Regions from separate parts of the Mus musculus genome. Here regions 1, 2, 3 and 5 are each linked to region 4. The links are chromatin contacts, called in public ChIA-PET and capture Hi-C maps. All regions are on one chromosome and are shown on one strand. Each heading gives the region's core, a stretch centred on a gene start, on an enhancer-like site or on the middle of the called end of the contact. The rest is flanking DNA. Distances are from core to core; before and after follow the strand shown. Region 1 holds the start of Prkcsh (protein kinase C substrate 80K-H). Region 2 holds the start of Plppr2 (phospholipid phosphatase related 2). Region 3 holds the start of Acp5 (acid phosphatase 5, tartrate resistant). Region 4 holds the start of Ilf3 (interleukin enhancer binding factor 3). Region 5 holds the start of Zfp653 (zinc finger protein 653).

Region 1 (2,700 bases), core at 169-2,668, 640 kb after region 4:
TCCCCAAGATCAAACAACTTTTATGCAGAGCAAGGATTCAGACCCCAGAGAAACAAACTCTCTTTGGGCTGAAGATATAACTCAGCAAAGTGCTTGAGTAGCATGAATAGAGCCCTGGGTTCCAGCCTCAGCACCGCATGATGCCCGCATGGTGGCACATGCCAATCACCCAAAAAGGTGGAGCTAGGTCTCCTTTGAGTTCAAGCTAGCCTGGGCCACATGAGGCTAACTCTCAAAAATAATTTAATAAATAAATAAAATTTGGGTGGGAGGGATAATGGCTCAGTGGTTAAGGACATTTGCTGCTCCTGCAGAGCGAGGAAGGTTGTTAGTCTCAAGCACCCACATTGGTCAGCTCATAAACACCTGTAACTCTAGCTCCAAGGGATCCAATGCCTTCTCCTGGCATCTGAGAGTACTGCACTCTGCCCACAGAAACGCAAAACAGAACAATAAATAAAGAAAAACAAACTCTAGAATCTGTGCTTTTCACTCACCCATATGCACATTAGAAGAGGTAATAGTACAAAGAAATGGGAAAGAAAGATAAGATTTGAGTGTTTGTTTCAAGTTGGTCACATAGACTCGTGCTGGAGAAACACATAGCGCCTACTCAGAAGACCTGGTGGGCACGGTTGATCCCGGATCCTTCGGTGCAGTCTGCAGCCATACTTACCTAACAGTTGGATTTTTCTTTGTAACTCAAGCACCTGTGCGTGCACAGAAGACTTCATTGCATGGAAGGAGGTTGCTGACTTGGGATGATGTGCAGGCCAGGCCTGTGCCCGGCCCATAGACTTGCTTCGGTGAACCTTACTGCCTTTGGCTTTGGAAGAGGGCGCTGGAGCTTGCTCCGGGCTAGTCACCGTGGTGGTCGCGGCTGCCCAGCACAGGGGGGACGTCATGGTGATCGGGTTAAGGTCGGGAAGCCTCTAAGGGGTAGGAGAATAACTACAAGTTGGCCTCTATAATCCAGGATCCTAAACGCTGGTTCCCTAGGCTCTGGGAATGCACTTCTGCTAACTGCCTGGCTGCGGGCCTCTTAGCATCTCCCGGTTGCTAAGTAACTTCCTCCCCCCGCCCACGTTCCCAAGGAAACCGCCCGCGTTACACTCCACTGCTCTTATTGGCTGACTCGGTTCGGAGGGGCGGTCCCACAAAGAGGCCCAGCGAAAGAGAGGCGCGAGCGTAGCGGTCACGTGACGCCTGCGTGTTCGCTGGCAGTGGCCAGTAACCCGCCACTCCCAAGATGGAGGCACGTTACGCCGCCATTAAGCGCTACACTTCCGATCTGTTCTAAGGTTAGGTCTTCATGTTCCTACTCAAGATGGCCGCCTCAGCGCCCGCACACGCACTCTTGCCACTCCTAACATGGCGTCCCGGAGTTGCCGTTCGCCAAGAGGGATGAGCAAAACGGAAGTGACGTATCCGGAGCGTTCCGTTCTCTTATTCTACTGCAGGAACCGTGGCTGCTGAGCTAACCTGGTGTGGTGGCTATTGACCTTTGCCTCTACCTCGCGTAGGTGATGAAGTAGCGATGGGAGGAAGGCACCCTAGTTTCTTATAGGTTGCAGCAGGGTGGGTGGTGTGGAGGGATCGTAAATCCTTTGAACCTTTGGCGGGAGTTGCCCATTTCACCTCTTTACCGAGAGACCTATGGTTTTGAGTTCACTTTGAGACTCTTCCACTGGCTCGGGGCGGAGAGACGCCCCTTGCCCTTGCACTTCCAACTCCGATTGTGCCCTCCTTTTCCGGAAGCAGTGGTGAGGCCGGTCTTGGGTAAGCTGCCTTCTCCCAATGATTAGATGCTTCTTCATTCTTTCCTACAGTGAGAGGCCATCGCGTATCTTCCTGCCGCATAACACACTTCCGGTCTCGGCCCGGACGGGATGCTGCTGCTGCTGCTACTACTACTACCCCTCTGTTGGGCTGTAGAAGTTAAGAGACCCCGGGGCGTTTCCCTCAGCAGTGAGTCTCTTCTTTGTGCATCGGGAGGGGCGTTTCAGCCTTTTTCCTCCGTTTCCCGTAGCATTTCAGCTGGTGAGTGAGTGGGACAGAGGTAATATTTATTTAAGATCTGAGCAGAGCTTCTTGTTTCCCTCACCAGACCATCACTTCTATGAAGAATCTAAACCTTTCACCTGTTTGGACGGCACAGCCACCATCCCATTCGATCAGGTGAACGACGACTACTGCGACTGTAAGGACGGTTCAGATGAGCCTGGTGAGCGTTTGCATTTGCCCATCGCCCATTAAATGAGCCTGCTAAGCGCAGATGCCCCAAAGAACTTGGATCTCACTCTCCTGTTGCTTCCTGCTCAGTGAGCAGAAGCAGGCACAGAAACAAGATCCCTGTTGGCTTGGATTAGCTGAGGGGCAGTGTTTGTAGGTGCCAGTCCTGGTTTCCATTCCCTATCAAAGGAACAAATGTCCAGGTGTATGACCAAGTCAGCAAATGTCATTGCAGGAACCATGAATGGCATTCAGGAGGAGGTGAGGTTTCGAGTCAGGAAGAGCCAACAGAAGACCCTCTCAGAAGTGGGAGGAGGAGGGAAACTGAATGGCCTTCTAGGGATTGATGAAGGCAAAGAGGAGTGGAGGGGAGTTGCCTGGCCTTTTTGAAGGGCCTCCGGAGAAGCTGGGGAATACTGGAGGATTGTGTTGCTGGCCCCTGAAGATACAGTTTCTTCTTGGTTGTGC
Region 2 (2,700 bases), core at 88-2,587, 570 kb after region 4:
CACTTGTGATTCCCACAGTGTAGGCCTCGAGGCTGGCACTCTATCTGGGCATTTGGTCCCTGGTTGGCAACCCTGAGTTCTCCTGGTTCAAACCAGACCACGACCTACCTTCTCTCCCTGTAGCTTGAGCAGCTGGGACTGCTTGCCCTGAAGATCCCTCCAGAGAGAAAATAAACTAGCTGAGACCTTTCTCCACCCTGGACTTTTGCACCTGCTGGTTCAAGAGTCTGGGGTCCTCCCCATGCCAGATAACTCTGTTATCTCAAAGGATGCAGAGACTGGCATGACAGTGAGACAAGACTTAGGGTGTAATTAGTTGGGCGTGTGATCCAAGGAGGTAGGTGGAAGTAAGCATATCACTTTAAAGTTAATACAGCAAGTATGAAACCAGCCTGAGCCACAGGCGACCTTGTCTCAAAAACAAAGAAATGAGCCAAACAAATGGCTCACTGGGCAAAGGCACTGGCCACCAAATCTGAAGACCTGAGTTTGATCCCAGGGACACTCATAAAGGTAGAGAACTGACTCATGCAAGTTGTCCTCCAATCTATAAATGCACACGGGCACACACCTTGATAAATAAATGTAATTAAAAAAATTTTTTTTAAAGACAGGGTTTCTCTAGCCCTGGCTGTCCTGGAACTCTCTCTGTAGACCAGACTGGCACGGAATTTATAGAGATTCATCTGCCTCTGCCCCCGGAGTGCTGGGATTAAAGGCATGTGGCCACTACTGCCCAGCAAATAAATGCAATTTTAAAAATTTAGAAAACACAAAATCAGGACACCGCTTGCCTAGCATGCAGGAAACTTTGCGTTCCAATCCTATCACACAAACCAGATGTGATGGAATAGGTCTGAAGTTCCAGCACTCAAGGAGATGGAGGCAGGAAAATCCAATGTTCAAGGCTAGTCTTGGCTACAAAGAAAACTGGAGACCAGCTTGAGCTGCCTGAGACCCTTTCTCAAACACAAAAATGGATCTGGGATGCCATGCGGAGAGGCGTACCAGAGAGTGTTCTTTGAAGAGGCCGAGCTCCTCTCTTCGCCTTTTCTACCTAGCTAGTCCTTACTCTATCTCCACTCTTTTTCCCTTCTAATCTCTGCTTCACGTCCTGCACCGCCTCTTTGATTCATGCAAATGAGCGTTTATAGCCCCGCCCCGACATGATCACAACTCCCCGCCCATCTGTGTTATGCAAATTAAGGGCCCAATGGCCCCGCCTGCCTGGCTAACAAGAGGCTTGGGCCCACTCCACACTGGGTTATGCAAATGTGATCGTGCTCCCGCCCCACTGGGTTATGCAAATAAGGCATCCTGTGGCCCCGCCCCCACCTCGATCACGGAGTCTGCGCGGAGCGGCAAGTCCGGCGGTCCAGACTTCATCTCGGTGTCCGCCTGCCTGACCAGCGATCTATCTGACTGTTCTACGGCGCCGGGACCGTGTAGAGGGAGCGAGGGTTCAGGCGGCGGCGGCCTAGACAGGGTGAGGGAGAAGCGTGGGCGCCCCCTCTTTTTAGCCCGGGGAGCTGCCCAGCCTGGACACGCAGGTCCAGACCATGGACATGGGTCCTTCTGATCCTTTCCCTGTGGGTCCATTGCGGCGAGGGGGGGCGAGGGCGATAGGGGGAGGGGAGGCGGCGATCTAGGGCTTTAGATGGGGTTGGGGGAGGGGAGTCTGGAGAAGGGGACCCCCCCCACCCGGGGGGAGACCTCAAGAGCCAGGCCACAGTGCTGCGAGGGTGGCTGTGGGTGAATGATGGTGTAGTTGCCCCTTGTTGGTGTGTGGTTGTGTAACTGGTTGTGTGGCTGTCTGGCTGTGATGGGTTCGGGTGTGTCCACTGATTGTGTGTGTGTGTGTGTGTGTGTGTGTGTGTGTGTGTGTGTGAGAGAGAGAGAGAGAGAGAGAGAGAGAGAGAGAGAGGAGAGAGAGAATATACACTGGTGTGTGTGTGTTGGTGTGGTGTCTAGTTGTGTGATCTGTCATTTTGTAGTTACTGTTGTATTCCTTCTGATGTTGTGTGTCTGTTTTGCAATCCGGCAGGTGTCTGCTCTTACCTGCCTTTTGTGTGTGCTGCAAGTCCCTGTCGCATATATCCCATATATCCCTACCTGACCATGTGGCTGAGACTGTGGGTGGCACACTGTCTCTGCTATGACTGTGGAGAGGGTGTTCATGTGTGTGATTGTCATTGAGCGCCTTGTAACTGGGGGTGTGACTCTGTGACCCATTCTGTGACTCTTATTGTGTGGAGTGACTCTGCTGTGATTCTAAGTGGTTAGCAACCTTGAGTCTATCTATGGTGGTGACTGTATCAGGACAGGGATTTGTGGGGGGCTGGGCTGTCTTTCTGTGTGTCTCTCTGACTGTGTCTTTGAGGGGGTATGTTCCATCCGTGTGGGTGTCTATGACAGGCCATATGCAAACTGTGTGTGTGTGTGTGTGTGTGTGTGTGTGTGTGTGTGTGTGTGTGTTTAGGGGTGCTGGGGATTTGTGTGAATGAGCAAATCTGGTTTGCTCAGCATGAGACAGGCACCCCACACAGTGTGCTTGGCTCTTGCTGTGGAATGGGTGGATGTCATGTTCTGAGATGTCCCTGTGTGTAGTGTTTGGGATGGAGGCCACGCCTGGGTTATATCTTATGTGGGAGTGCCCATATGGGTGACTCTGCACACCTGGAATCTGGTGACCCTCTCTCC
Region 3 (2,700 bases), core at 65-2,564, 760 kb after region 4:
GCTGCAAGAGGCAGTTAAGCTCCTGGACCAAAAGCGGTGATCACCGAGTCTTTATTCTCTGGGGCAGAAGTGCATCATTGGGAAAGATGATGCATTTTCTCCGAGGATTGTCCAGAAGCCCTCCCCTTGGGTCATGTGAGCACTGGACTTCCCCAGAACTGGAAATGGGGCTGGGGCGGGGGCACCCAGGCCAGACTGAGCCGTGAAAAGTTTCTCGAAGCCAGCACAGTCAGCCAGGGTCTGATGGTAATGTGTACTGGGCATCTGTAGGTCCCGAGTTTGACTGTTCACTGCACTGAGGCTGTTCTAGGCTGAACGTCTGTGTTTTCACACCCTTGGCTGTCTGTAACTCGCTGTCACTTTTTCTGGGTGGGTGTCTCGACTCTAGCATGGGAACCTCAGTGGCTTGCCTGTGACATACACTCCAATTATTTTTTTTTTTTTGTTTTTGTTTTGAGACAGTGTCTCAAGAAGCCCAGGCTATCCCTAACTTCCTCCCTGGGTAGCCAAAGATGAGCCACTTCCAAGTGTTGGAATTACAGGCCTAAATAATTCCTCTGTGGCGCCCATGTAACAGCCCCCTGTCTCCTCTGTGTTTTGTAAGTCCTAGTGCAAATTGTGTATCTGGAGTCATCTAAGTGTGGGACTGTCTCCGAGTTCCCCCTCGCCATCATAAACAGCAGCAATAACTGCCTTTTCCAGGAAGTTCTGTCCACACTCTTCCATGGCCTTTCCCACACCCGGTTTCCAGCCTAAGGAACTTCCAGAAGGCACACACCACGTGGCTGGCTGTAGCCTTTTGACCTTGGCACCTACAGCAGTCAGCTGCAGGCTGTTTCGACCGCAGAGCCCAGCGCTGTGGTGGGTGTGGCCAGCTTCCCACCTCCTCCCCTCCCTCCTTAACTTCACAAGCCGCCCAATCTTTCCAGACTCCTTCCTTGAACACTCACCACCAACCCCTCCGGTCCCTGCAAGCTCGGATTCTGGAATCTCTCGTTCCGTGCTTTGCATAAAGGCTCAGAGAGGGTCAGCGACTCACCCCAGGTCACCCAGCGAAGAGTTTGCCTTGCATTCCCCACTCGCACCTCTCAGTAGAGGCGAACAGGAAGGAAGTGGGGTGGCCCCAACAGACAGAGACCCCCTCCCCCGTGGGAGGCAGAGCAAGGGCCTGGCGGGCGAGTCTCACCTTGGCGGTGGGTCCAGGACAAGCTGTGCTACCCAACTGAGCTGCGGATTCGCGGCGGGTCGCTCCGGGCTGCACGAGTTGGGAAGAGGCGGCGCGGGCCAGCCTTCGCCCACGGCTCCCTGCCTGCCCTACAGAGTCCAGAGTTGCAGAGGGCGGGTGCCTCGGTTTCCCCGCCCCAATCCTGCCTCAGCCATTACCTGGCGCCTCGCCTCCAAGGTTCAGAGTCCCAGGAGTTAAGGGAGACCCGGGACCTGATTTCAATACCACCTGCCTTCGACTTTTGGGGTGCTCACAGCCTCTGGTGGCCGCGCAGGGGAGGTCCAGCCCCGGACTGAGCCAGGCTCGGTCTCCCGGTCTTTAAAATGGGTGAGAAGATACCAGGCTGGTGGCAGGTCAGCGGTGGAGGGCTTGCTTGGCCCCAGAGCGGCTCGGGTTCCATCCCAGCAGTGGGTTTGGGGCGCGCGGGGGGGCGGAGGAGGGGATTTGACTGAGCTATCTGTGCCAGATAACAGCCACCTGTAAAACAGGCCTTCAAGATTGATCGGGAGAGAAGGAATTTAGGCAGAGAGGGACCCAGAGGGGCGGAGCAAAGCCATCCTCTTCCGCACACTGCAGGTCTTTCCTGTTATTTCAAACAAGAAATTTTGCCGGTTTGCAGGGAGGCTGGGGTGTGACTCAGTTGGTAGAGTGCGTGCCAACACGTACGAAGCCCTAGGTCACAGACGCAGGCCGGTATACACCAGGTGCGCAGTGTAACCCTGGGCCGTGGAGGTCAGAGGGTCAAGAGTTCATGATAAATCTCAGCTCCATAGCAAGTTCAAGACCTGAGACTGTCTCATTCATAAATAAATAGGTTGTCCTTAGAATTCCACAAAATAAAGCTGGGCCAGAATGGGACTCACTTCTTTAATCCCATCACTCGAGAGGCGGAAGCAGATCTCTGAGTTAAAAGGCGGCCTGATCTATATAGCAAGTTCCAGGATATCCACAGCTACACAGAGAAACCCTGTCTCTAAAACCAAAACAAAACCTAAACAGAACAACAAAGGAATCCCAAAGAATAAAGTCTGGCGATGGGCCTTCGAGATGGCTCAGAGCGGCACTTTCTGGCAAGACTTGAGAGCCTGAGTTCCATCAGGTTTCCGGAAGGAGAGCACCGGCTCCCAAAAGTTGTCCTCTGACCTCCACATCCGGGTTGTTGCCCTACCAATAATAAGTAAGTAAATAAATGTAATAAAGATTTAAAGAGTCCTGGTGTGGTAGATCATGTCTGTTAATGGCAGGAGGATTGGAGTGAGTTTGAGACAACTGGGCTAAATAGGGAGGACTGGGTCAGCCTGGGCTAAAGTGTGAGATCCTGTCTAAAAAATACACTTCCCCAAAAAATGAATTCCTGAGAAAAAGAACATAATCCCAGGGGTTGCTATCTTTCACATGCCCAGTGCACTCATAACTGTACACTGCTCCAGTGGTTATCTCTCACATAGCCCAGTGCACTCATAACTGTACACTGC
Region 4 (2,700 bases), core at 155-2,654:
AAAGAAAAAATAGTTTACTAACGTCTGTCTGCAGGGGCTGGGGAGGCGCCTCAGAAGTAACTCCAGTTCTGGAAGATTCAACACTCTCTTCTGACTTTCAGTGGACCCTGGCACATATGTGATGCACAGACACAACCTGTTGCAGACATACACGCAGTCAAAACACTAAACACATTAAAAAAAGGAATTAAAAATCCATCTGAAAACCCTCAGGCAAACCGTATTAACCATGTCTACCACTTGGCGGCGCTGTTAGAACAGGTGTGTCATTTAGAGCGTATTCCAGATCAGAAGCACCTCAGGTCTCCTACAAATGGGTTCATTTAGAACTTTTTCCTCAAGTTCAGACTTTGGTGAGGTAGGTCTCTAAAACCTAGGAAGGAAGAAAAAAAGCCAGACACCAACTCTGATAGCAGCAATAAATCCCTATAGATGGACACCAGATATGAAGAGCTCCGGACCTGGGAGTTTGAGAGCTTTGTTCTGTTCATCCTTGCCTGGAATTTGCCTGTTTTGTGTGTGTGGTACGGGGGTCTGACCCACGGCCTCCTATGCTAAGGACTCTTTTTCTTTTTTTTTTTTTTCGAGACAGGGTTTCTCTGTGTAGCCCTAGCTGTCCTGGAACTCACTTTGTAGACCAGGCTGGCCTCGAACTCAGAAATCCTCCTGCCTCTGCCTCCCAAGTGCTAGGATTAAGGCCTGCGCTACGGCTGCCCGGCGCTAAGCACTCTTAACACAGGGGCAATCTATTAAACCCTCAGTTGCCTAGTGACATGGTCTTATTTGTAATCTAGCGATATCAAAGTGGAGGCAGAATCTTCGAGTTTAAAGCCAGTGTGGGTAAAATAGCAAAACTGTATCTCAAAAATACAAAAATGAGGAACGGTGAGATGGCTCAGCAGCCTGACAGCGTGAGTAGGAGCCCTGGACCAGTGTTGACAACCGCATGTGCCAGTCTTTCAATGCAGTGTGGATCAAGGTACGGAGACTGACTTCGAATCATGGCGCACGCGCACTCCCAGGAACGCACACGAACTGGAGTCGTCAGAAGGGCCCACCCCTGCTCCATTGCGTCACGTGATAACGGTCGCTCGGAAAAAACCGCCTTTGGAAAAAACAAACGAAATGGATGGGCTCCCGTCAGGTGATTCGGGTCTACCAATAGTGAAAACGAGTCAAGAAACAACAAGAAAGGCCTGTCACGTGATGGAAGCGAAGCCAACCACGGTCACGTGGCCGACCAAACCCGTGAGAGAACTGGCCCGACGTTGACGTCACGCCAACAGACCCAGTCGCTAAGTCAACGTCACGTGATGTGCCCTCCCCCGCCCCTTTCGTCTCACCCGCCTACTGGGGGTTGGGCCTAGGTGGATCGCCCACGTGATGCGGGGGCGGGCCGCTGCCAGTCACGTGGCCCTGCACCTCCCCGGCGCGCGCCCGCCCGCCCGCTCGCTCGCCCCCGGTCCCCGGCTCCTCCTCCTCCTTTTCTCGCCATTGCAGTTGGGACTGAAGCAGCCCCGGCGAAAACCGCGTGGCTTTTTTTTTTTTTTTTGAGGGGGGTTGTGAAGACTCCGGAAGGCTCGTGGCAGGAGGGCGGCGGCGCCTGAAGGCGAAGGACGGGAACACCGGCAAGGTAAGTGGCAATGTGGCGTCTCCCGCCTCCGCCCCTCCCCCCTCCCGTTCTCCCACTTGTCAGCGATGGCTGGGCCAAGAGGACGCTAGTGACAGGTCTGTTGCCATCCCGCCGACCCTCCCCTTCGCTCGGCTCTTCCATCTCTCAGCGTCTCGCTCCTTCCTCCTCCGGCCTCGCTCCCGCGCTTGGCCGTTACTCTTCCCCCATTGTGCCGAGGAAACAAAATGGCGGAGGCAGTGCCCCCGTGCGCGCGCATCCATTCTCCCCCCTTCGTGGCCCCCTCGGCCCAGGCCTGGGCGCTGCCCCCGGGGGGTGCGCACGCACTGTGGTACTCTCCCCTCTCCACGGGCCGCTTACTTTCCCCCAGCCCGAGCTTTTGTCTGTTGCTTTGGCCTCGCGCACGCGCGCACGTGTTGGAGCACACACCCCCTCATATCTAGAGCATCCCAGCCGGCGCAGAAGGGAAAATCTCCTTCCTTTACCCGCTTTACCTCTTTGTTCAGGTACATCCCTGGCTTCTAGGAGGATGCCAGGTTCATCCCAGTTCCTATGGCGGGAAACATGTCTTCTTTGTCCTGAACACGGTCCTGAACAGGGTCCCTGGAAAAGGAGACATGTAGGACTTCTTTCGTGGTTCTCCCTCAGGTTTCTGTGGGTGGGATACTCTGCTGGTTGATTATAGAGTTCTACCACTATTCTACGAGTGGTAGCTAGTGCAGTCACTCAGCCTGCGAAATGAAGTGTGAGGAACAGCAGCAAAGGAGAAAGGCCACTGCAGGTACCACTGCTCTTGTCCAGTAGAGCTGAGAGGTCTTTGACCCTTAGCTGACATGTTGTGGTAGCTCCTGGTTGCTGAGGTATGTGAATGGGATCTGCAGGCCCTAGTTTTGTTTTGTTTTTTTGATTTTTCGAGATAGAGTTTCTCTGTATAGCCCTGGCTGTCCTGGAACTCACTTTGTAGACCAGGCTGTCCTGGAACTCAGAAATCCGCCTGCCTCTGCCTCCCAAGCGCTGGGATTAAAGGCGTGCGCCACCACGCCCGGCAGACCCTAGATATTTTGGCTGTC
Region 5 (2,713 bases), core at 73-2,572, 700 kb after region 4:
TTAGCATCCAGCTTGTCTTCCCACTGTGGACACCTGCACTGTGAGACAGCAGGAGTAACCTCTATTGGAAATGCTCCACCTTCTAGCTGTTCTTAAGGGCATGGGGTTTTTACTCTTGGGCACTTCTGCTGTCCTTGTCTCTTCCTGGAGGACACTGAGAGAGACATGCTTGAGTCTCAAACAGGAGAGGCCATCTACACTTTCAGAGCCTGCTTCTCAGTGTGGCAAGCTGCACATGACAGTTTACCAATAGGTCTGACAACTACAGCGTGGTGAACCATTCATGGTCTTAGTCTGATCCCTAGAGGGCACGTGGTAGAAGAGGACTAGCTCTGCAAAGCTGTCTTCCCACCTCCTTATGTGGGCCTACATACACCACACACGCACACATACACAAGAATAAAAGTGCCCTCACACCAAGCCTGGCACATGCCTTTAGTCCCAGCACTCAGGATGCACACAAGTAACCCTGACAAGGTTGTTGAAACAGGTGGCTGGGTTAAGGCTGCTTTCTTGTTGAGGATCCGGGTTTGGTTCCCACAACCTACATGGTGGTTCACAATGGTGGTTTCTGGGGATCCGACACCCTTTTCTGACCTCTGCAGGTAGTTCATGCACGTGGTACACATATATCCACGAAGGCAAGGCACTCATACGCAGAAAATCAGAGTGCCCAGCACCTTTGGAGGTTTACACCTGAGAGCCAGCCCCAGGCCAGGCCAGTGGAGGCGGGTCGACTCTTCAGACGGGCCAGTCGGAGCTTCCGAAGGCGGGCAGAGGGGTGGGGCACAGGCTTGCATTGGGTAGTCAATGGGTCGGAGGCGGAGCCGCGAGGAGGCGCGTGAGGGGTCTGGGTTGCCTAAGCCCGAGACCGAGGGCCGCCAGGCGGCCCGGGGGTGGGGCTTCACGCTCCGGGGGCGGGGCCGCTGCCCTTTTCGTCCCTCCCCCGGCTTCTTCTCTCCCTCCCTCCCTCTCCCGGCCCCGCGCCCCCTTACCCGTGGCGACCGCTACGCTGGCCACGCTCCAGCGAAATGAGGTAGGCGGCAAGTTTGGCGTCGCTCCAGCCGCTGCGGCGTCTCAGGTCCACCCAGGGGCCGTGCGCCTCGCCCAGGTACACGCGCCGCACGTCGTACTTCTTCCGGGACTCGAGCCGCCTCCGGGCCCGGTCCGACTCGGTGAGCCGCGGCCGGCCCCGCGCCTTTCTGCCTGCCGCGCCTTCCTCTGCCGCCGCCTCCCCGCCTGCGCCCGCCTCCGCCTCCGCCCCGGGCTCTGGAGCCCGCTCCGCCATCCCCCCCTCCCTGGTTACCGGCCTCCCCCGTTGTTAGGAGCCTCGACCGGAAGTGGCGCGCCTAGTCTGCGCCGCCGGGAGATTTCTCACAGGGTCTTCTCTGCCCGCGGCGCCAAACGGGGACAACTAGCCATAGCTGCGCATGCGCGTAGTCCGTCCGGCCCAGGCCATGGAAGTGCGTTCTGTTGACAAGTCAGTTATTTGGGAGGTAGAGGCACTGGGTACTGAAACTCAGGTAATCCTTGCCTCTCTATTGAATTCTTCGGCAATGTGATTAAAGATTTTTTCAAAAGGGCTGGAGAAATGGCTCACTGGTTAAGGGCACTCACTGCTTTTCCAGAGGACCTGCGCTCAAATTCAGCACCTACATGGCAGCTAGAACTGTCTGTAATTCCAAGATCTACCATTCTCACATAAACATATATACATGCAGAACACCAATGCACATAAAATAAAGGTAAATACATTTAAAAGATGTTTTTAAAGGCCAACAAGTCGGCTCTGCAGGTAAGGTGATGGCTGGCATACTTGACAATCTGAGTTACATTTCCGAGATTCACAGGGTCATATATCGGAACAGACTCCAGCAAATGGTCTTCTGACCTCCACACATCCCTCCCATACCATAAATATATAAATGGATTTTTTTTTTTTTTTTTGGTTTTTCGAGACAAGGTTTCTCTGTGTAGCCCTGGCTGTCCTGGAACTCACTCTGTAGACCAGGCTGGCCTCGAACTCAGAAATCTGTCTGCCTGCCTCCCGAGTGCTGGGATTAAAGGCGTGTGCCACCACGCCCATCTATAAATGGAATTTTTGAAAAGACAAGTTTAAAAAAGGGTCCCAAGGTGGTAAACCCAAAAGAGCCCATGCAGAACATACGAAGGGAAGCCACAGGGCCAGGGAAGAGGTTTTGATTTTTTTATTTTCTCCATATTATTTCATACCAGCCCAGTCTTTTCTCCTCATGCCAGCTCTATCTGACTCAACTTTGCCCCTGCTGCTGCTCTGCCTGAATGGTCTCATCATCTTCCTCAGGCCCCTTGGGAGGACTGTGGGGAGGGGACTGTCCCTCCAGCCTTGAAGTTGTCAGGAGCTCCCCCGTGGACCTGGCCAGGCGGAATACCACTGGGATCTGTGCCAGGGTTGGGTTGGTCTCCTGCAAGCCTTGGATCCACTTGATCAATGTTGCCTGATCATGGGCACCAGCCATGCACATGGCGAAGACAGGGCCTTCTGTCACTGTTAGGAGAAGAGTTTGTGTCTCACCACTGTGACGTACTCTGAGCACCTCCATGAGTTCACAGCCAGCTCCCTGTGCCACATAAATGTTCTACATTTCCCTTGGCCATGCCACCCGCTGCTCAGATACTATCAAGAGACTAAGTTTGAGCCCTAACTTGGAGGCTACCATGTGCCTCCTCCCAA

Evidence for each region. ChIA-PET counts read pairs in DNA pulled down with a chosen protein or histone mark. Capture Hi-C pulls out chosen DNA fragments and counts their contacts.
Region 1: a contact with region 4 is called in an RNA polymerase II ChIA-PET map of memory CD8 T cells, with 17 read pairs. The contact joins the promoter of Prkcsh here to the promoter of Ilf3 in region 4. A contact is called at or near these places in 3 of 39 promoter capture datasets (liver and pre-B cells) and 2 of 115 datasets of contacts at active chromatin or transcription factors (memory CD8 T cells and pancreatic cancer cells).
Region 2: a capture Hi-C map of macrophages shows a contact between it and region 4, with 3 times the contacts expected there. The contact joins the promoter of Plppr2 here to the promoter of Ilf3 in region 4. A contact is called at or near these places in 1 of 39 promoter capture datasets (liver), 1 of 484 Hi-C or Micro-C datasets (embryonic stem cells) and 2 of 9 other capture datasets (macrophages and pancreatic islet).
Region 3: a contact with region 4 is called in an RNA polymerase II ChIA-PET map of memory CD8 T cells, with 6 read pairs. The contact joins the promoter of Acp5 here to the promoter of Ilf3 in region 4.
Region 5: an RNA polymerase II ChIA-PET map of memory CD8 T cells shows a contact between it and region 4, with 6 read pairs. The contact joins the promoter of Zfp653 here to the promoter of Ilf3 in region 4. A contact is called at or near these places in 1 of 39 promoter capture datasets (liver) and 1 of 115 datasets of contacts at active chromatin or transcription factors (memory CD8 T cells).

The regions. Positions count from the first base shown.
Region 1 is chr9:22,001,570-22,004,269 of GRCm38.p6, forward strand. It overlaps Prkcsh (protein kinase C substrate 80K-H), which reads left to right and starts at 1,419. Exons shown (of 18, transcript NM_008925.2): 1 at 1,419-1,519; 2 at 1,830-1,968; 3 at 2,108-2,224. The coding sequence starts at 1,890. It overlaps Ccdc151 (coiled-coil domain containing 151), which reads right to left and starts at 1,065. Exons shown (of 13, transcript NM_029939.3): 1 at 677-1,065. The coding sequence starts at 905.
Region 2 is chr9:21,935,673-21,938,372 of GRCm38.p6, forward strand. It overlaps Plppr2 (phospholipid phosphatase related 2), which reads left to right and starts at 1,338. Exons shown (of 10, transcript NM_001290299.1): 1 at 1,338-1,486. It overlaps Ccdc159 (coiled-coil domain containing 159), which reads left to right. Exons shown (of 13, transcript NM_025977.3): 13 at 124-200. The coding sequence ends at 128.
Region 3 is chr9:22,130,551-22,133,250 of GRCm38.p6, forward strand. Acp5 (acid phosphatase 5, tartrate resistant) reads right to left here and starts at 1,315. Exons shown (of 5, transcript NM_001102404.1): 1 at 1,187-1,315.
Region 4 is chr9:21,366,467-21,369,166 of GRCm38.p6, forward strand. Ilf3 (interleukin enhancer binding factor 3) reads left to right here and starts at 1,405. Exons shown (of 20, transcript NM_001042707.2): 1 at 1,405-1,633. It overlaps Gm36198 (a long non-coding RNA gene), which reads right to left. Exons shown (of 3, transcript XR_870570.3): 1 at 2,125-2,700; 2 at 23-1,105.
Region 5 is chr9:22,070,054-22,072,766 of GRCm38.p6, forward strand. It overlaps Zfp653 (zinc finger protein 653), which reads right to left and starts at 1,323. Exons shown (of 9, transcript NM_177318.3): 1 at 996-1,323. The coding sequence starts at 1,288. Ecsit (ECSIT signalling integrator) reads right to left here. Exons shown (of 9, transcript NM_001253897.1): 9 at 2,193-2,527. The coding sequence ends at 2,271. Gm16845 (predicted gene, 16845) reads left to right here and starts at 949. Exons shown (of 3, transcript NR_040407.1): 1 at 949-1,111.